Linked DNA regions of Zea mays: region 2 is linked to region 1. Evidence: chromatin contacts called from public Hi-C data. All regions are on one chromosome and are shown on one strand. The core of a region is the stretch at or near the end of the contact, and the rest is flanking DNA. Distances in the headings are between cores, read along the strand shown.

The links. Hi-C and Micro-C count contacts between places; a contact is called where the count stands out from the background.
Region 2: a Hi-C map of endosperm shows a contact between it and region 1, with 2.6 times the contacts expected there. The contact joins the promoter of LOC103629819 here to the promoter of LOC100281339 in region 1. A contact is called at or near these places in 2 of 25 Hi-C or Micro-C datasets (endosperm and leaf mesophyll).

The regions. Positions count from the first base shown.
Region 1 is chr6:114,597,195-114,599,894 of Zm-B73-REFERENCE-NAM-5.0, forward strand. LOC100281339 reads right to left here and starts at 1,426. Exons shown (of 4, transcript NM_001154257.1): 1 at 1,159-1,426; 2 at 344-1,050. The coding sequence starts at 1,204. It overlaps LOC100279268 (RNA-binding (RRM/RBD/RNP motifs) family protein), which reads right to left. Exons shown (of 6, transcript NM_001152289.1): 6 at 2,482-2,700.
Region 2 is chr6:115,171,979-115,174,693 of Zm-B73-REFERENCE-NAM-5.0, forward strand. LOC103629819 (K(+) efflux antiporter 4) reads left to right here and starts at 1,332. Exons shown (of 20, transcript XM_008650921.4): 1 at 1,332-1,908; 2 at 2,107-2,150. The coding sequence starts at 1,575.

The DNA of each region.
Region 1 (2,700 bases), core at 176-2,675:
GATTTTGACTTACCAGGGATTAAAACTCCCTCAATCCCCCTCAATCTATATGGATTGGGGTAGAACCGAACAAGCCCTAATGCTTACGCTACAATTTCTCCTTTTTAAAAAAAATAGCGGCTCTAGCTGGTCATACATGTTTCCACTCTAGGTTATCATGGGCCAAAATTTTAAACTGACCACAACTCCAACATGCATGCCACATTATATTGTCACTCTCTAGTAACAATTCCTCATGAAGTTGGGCATTGAGCAAGTACCATCATTTCATCATGCAATTGAAATATGTATTTTTGTTGTGTGTTTTGAGAACAGAGTACATTTTGTTAGAAACGCACAGTACCTGGGAGACGACCACATGACGAGCTTGGGACGGCTCCTCATCATGCCCATCGTGACAGTCATCACATGGGCCGTGCCCGTGGGCGTGGCTATGCCTATGTGCTGCGGCATGCGCGTGCATCCCCACGATGTGCATGGGGTCCTTGTGGCCTCCCCCGTCTCTCCCAATGCTGCTGCCAGTGCTCGCCACGAGCGCGCCGTCCTGTAGCAGCGCAACGATCACGTCGTGGCCGCTCGCATTGGCACTGGCACTGGCATTGCCAACGACGACGGCGGCTTCCTCCGCATCGGCGTGGTGCTTCTTGCGCTCGTACATATGCGTGCCGACGAAGTCGAAGACGAGCGTCCCGAGCGCCGCGAGCATGGCGACGAACCCTGGGAACGGGAAGCGGCGCCACGGCGCGGCGGGGAGACAAGGGTCCGTGAGCGCCTCGTCCGCGTCGTGCAGCATGTGGACGAAGCCCGTGGCCAGGATCACCCCGGCCGCGAACGCCTTTACGAGCACGAACGCCCCACCGGTGGAGGAGGAGGAGGAGGCTCCATGCCCGTGGCAGCGGCGGCCGACGAGCGGGATCGCGACGCCGGTCGCGCCTGCGACGAGTATGGCCACGACGAACACCATCTTAAGCCTCAGCGCCGCCGCCTCGTCGCGGCACTCCACCTCATCGGCGCCGCTAGACGGGTCGCAGCTCGCCGTGGAGACCGACGCTGCTACCACCGAGGCACCGAGAGAGCAGAGAGATACATGCACGCAACGCATGTCGCGTCAAAATCACACAACGACCACGAGAGGAATCAATTTGTTGACCTACTTACCTGCCATCTGCTGCAGGTACGTGCGGATGTACGACGATTCCATCATCTCCTACGATTCATAGCAACGCAACAACTGAATTATCAAAAAAAACTGCGATTCCGCCTCGCAATTCAGCGGCGTAAATGGAGGGGAAACTAACGACAACGGAGGAATTAACACGACCCAAATTTGGAAGGGAAAGGAATAATAGCAGCGAGAAGATAAGCAATGTGGCCCAGGAAAGCGCGACGGTGCAGAGCACACGCGGCGAAATTAGGGCCGCGCCACGAGGTTCGTAGGGGACGGACGAGATGGGAGGGAGAAGGTGGCGCGCACCTCGAGGAGCGGCATCGCCGCTGCAGAGAACGCTGCCGATGCGGAAACAGATATCCCTCTCTCGAGCAATCGATGGATTCTTACAATAACCAGCGGCCTCCATCAATCGTTTTTATACGCGCGAGAAGAGGCGTGATTCCTCACTCACCTCGGGACGTCGGCGAGGCTAGCGGGACCCGCCACACGACGAGAATGTTGTCATCCCACGCGGCCCGCCGTCCGATCGAATCATACGGCGGCGCAGATGTCAGCACGCGGAGTGGGCACGCTGCGGGGGCATGCTGAGTCTGTGGATGGCGGGGAGGGTCCCGACAACGAACAGGTCTCTGCAGACCGGGCGCGGCGAGTTGAGTGCTGAGGCGTGCGGCTCCAGGCATGGAGCAACGATGTCGACACCATGGCTTCGCCGGAAGAACGAGAGACAGTGCAGTAGACTGGTAGCGTTTGGACTTCGATCCTCCTGTCTGCGTGTCTCGGAATCTCTAGAAACAAATCTCCGCGTAGCCTTTCACCTAAATATAAAACTTGAATTCCATATAGTACATCTGAACCGAGTTTGAATTTCATAGTACATCCGAACCGATCAACAAACTCGAATTTCACTTTTAGTATATTCGAAGGTCAAGACATCGTCGGGGCTGTACCAGCTCTACACGCGGTCCGACAAATTGGAGACTGAAACTGGCAATCGCTATCATGACCGCATGACACTGCCCTTGCCAATCATCCTCTTATTGAACCGTGATAGATTGACCAGTGAAATCAGTTCATCAATACAGCTGCAGCAGCTGTTTGGACTGCAGCTGCAATCCAATCCATAGAGATAAAATACGCCACAGCCAGATTAAAGTCGCATAATGATACAACCACATATAGGTCCAGCTATCATAAAACTTGGAACACCAGTAATGAGACAACCACACATAGGCACATAGCTCCAGCTATCATAAAATGGATAGCAACAACACAGAATTTTGAAACGAGATAACACGCATTCAGATCAGAATGGAGACAAATAGAAACCCACACAATTCAATAGTATCAGTCCAATCCTTTGCTAAGCTTCTCTACATACATAAGCAGAGATGGCGAAGTCACTGGTCAGTGAGCGAATGTTTTACATCAAAATACATATGTTCCATGACACCATATTGTTACCACAAAGCTTGTAGTTTCAAGGGTCTTCTAAGGCTCATGCCTACGAGAATTTGAGCTGCACCTTCTAC
Region 2 (2,715 bases), core at 82-2,581, 570 kb after region 1:
AATAATAATGCATTAATTAATGCCCACCTGTGGGAGGCTGGGGGCTGGCCGGCTGGGGGATGGTGCTCGGCTGAAGTGAGGCCGGCTCCAATCCATCGCAGCAGCTAGCCGTCCAAAGTGACTGGCGTCTTCGCTTTGCACCTGCACCCCGCCGCAGCGGGGCGGCGAGTGCTCCTGTATGAATCTAACGGTGCTTTGGCCCGCATCCCCTCCACCTCCACCTCCACCTCCACCTCCACATCCGTGGTGGATCCTAGTTAGTTCGGTCCTCTCCCTCCATGCCTCCCGACGAAAAAGCAGCGTGTGGTGGCAGTGACGACCACAGCGAAAAAAGCGGCAATTGAAGGCGATGGTGTAGCCTGGAGCTGGAGTGGGCGCTCATGCATGCAACCGCCGCCAAGTGCTGCTGCCGCAACCGCAATAGGGCAACGATGTGGTGTCGAGGCGGATACAGGATATAAAATTCAGTTACAGCGATTAGGCTTGTTTTATCTTATCTTTTAGAGTGCACCGTAAAGAACAAATAATATTAATTTAGAAAACGAAACTTAGAGAACGTTGCTGTAGACAGCCTTAATGTGAATCAGTATTTTGTGCAAACAAGTTTATAGGCTTAGGGAATTGGTTCGCCCTTTTCTTTACTTACTATAAGATGATGTTTGAATGCACTAGAGATAATGGTTAGTGGATAAAATTAGCTAGAGACATCCAAACACTCTAGCTAACAGTTCAAATATTAGCTATTTTTAGTAAATTTGCTACTAGTTAGCTAACTATTTATTAGCTAGCTAATTCTACTAGTATATTTTAGCTAAATAACTATTAGTTCTAATACATTCAAACACCCTCTAAATCACCAGTTTCAACGGTTATTCTACGTCATCACTTTTACATAAGGCCCTCACATTTCTTTGAAATCAACCCAAAATCCCACCGTCACTCATGTGTCACGCGCGGAGCGTATATCTATTTTTACTCTACGTCTCGTTTTACAACCGTATAAGATAAGTCTTATCTCATCACCATGAGTGTGCGCGAAAGCCCGTATATATGATTTTATTCCCACATCTCGTCTAATAAGATAAGTATTGTCTTTTGCATACGGAACCAATAATGTAACCACCATGAGCATTTATATTAACTCTCAACTTCTATCTATATATTATTCGTTTTTTATTTTTATGTAACCGTTATGTACTGATATTTTATTAAATATTTATGTGTCCTTGTAAACACGGGTATTGTATTTAGTGTACCTAATAAATTCGCTCGCCGTGGCCACAAAATCACGACAACAATAAAATACGTACACTTGGAGGCGAAGTCACCAACAAAACAAGCGTCTCCCTCCACCGGTCCACCCCCCCTCTGGCTCTCTGCTTCTGCACCTGCGTGTGCTAGCGCGAGCGCGTGCGTCCCTTCCCCGGCACGAGCGGCGCACACCGTCACATCCGCGCTCCGTTCGCCTTCCAGAAAATTTAAACCCCAGCGGAGCCGGCCACGGCCAGTCAGCCGCCACACGGTCTCCGACGCGCTGCCCGCTCGCCTGCCAAACCCCCACCCCCTCGGCGGCGATGCTGACACGTCGCCGTAGCAACCACCCGGGCTGCTCCTTCCCCCTCCCGTTCCTCGTCTGCGGCCTGCTCCTCGCTGCGGCCGTCGCATTTTCCCCAGCTGCGGCCGCCGAAGCAGCTGACGGCGGCGCTGGGCACGAGGGCCGCGCGGGGAAACCGGAGGTAGAGGCCGAGGCGGAGGCGCGCGGGGATGGGGTTGCCGTGGCGGAAGCCGGCGGCGAGGTGGTGGCTCAGGGCAATGCCACGGAGGCCAAGGAGGGCAGCCTTGCCGACATGATCGACCGCGCGCTGGAGAAGGAGTTCCCGGAGTCCGAGGGCGAGCAGGGCGGTGGAGGTGCGTGGATCTGGCCAACTCCAGGGATGCATCGTCCCGTTCGGGCGCGGGATCTGGTTCTGGGGCCGGTGGCGTGTGTCGGTGGCCGTGCTGTTTAGATCTCGGCCTCGGTGGTTGGAGCGTGTGGGGACGTTGAGAATGGAGGTCCTATGTCTGAACTTGGAGTTGCTTGTGCTAATCTGAGCTCTGGTTTTGCAGAGACCGACCCTGGCAGCTTCAACAACACGGTAGCTGAGAAGCAGGTGAGTTCATTGCGCCATTTTGTTTGTGTGCTGCCCCTTTGTTGGCAGGGTTCATGATTCTGTGATTCAACATTGGGTCTGCCACAACTAGGTTTTGGGTGATTTGCTTACCAATTCCATGTTGGAATTTGTGAATGAAGGGAAATTCGCTTTTGAACTGGCCTGTGCCTGATTCCTACACTTGCGAATCTGCTAGTATGTAGTTATGTTGCCTTGACCCAGATTGTATTTAGGTCCTGTTTGTTTACCCTCTAGATTATATAATCCAGCTTAAATAAGTTGAGAGTTAAACAAACAACACAGGTGGATTATGTAATCTAGATACCTAGATTATAATAATCCATAAGCAGGTCAATAGATGCTTATATAGTCCATAAGCTGAATTATATAATCCTAGCATTCAACGACCCATCCATATGTCATCATAGTATAGCTATTGGGCCAATGGGCCCTTTGACTTTATATGGTCATTTTGCTTTATGTTATTTGTTCGGCATTTTCCTAGTGCTGATGAGGGAAACCAATGTCTTGGCTGTTGTTTATTTTGTGCTATGCCTGGCAATAA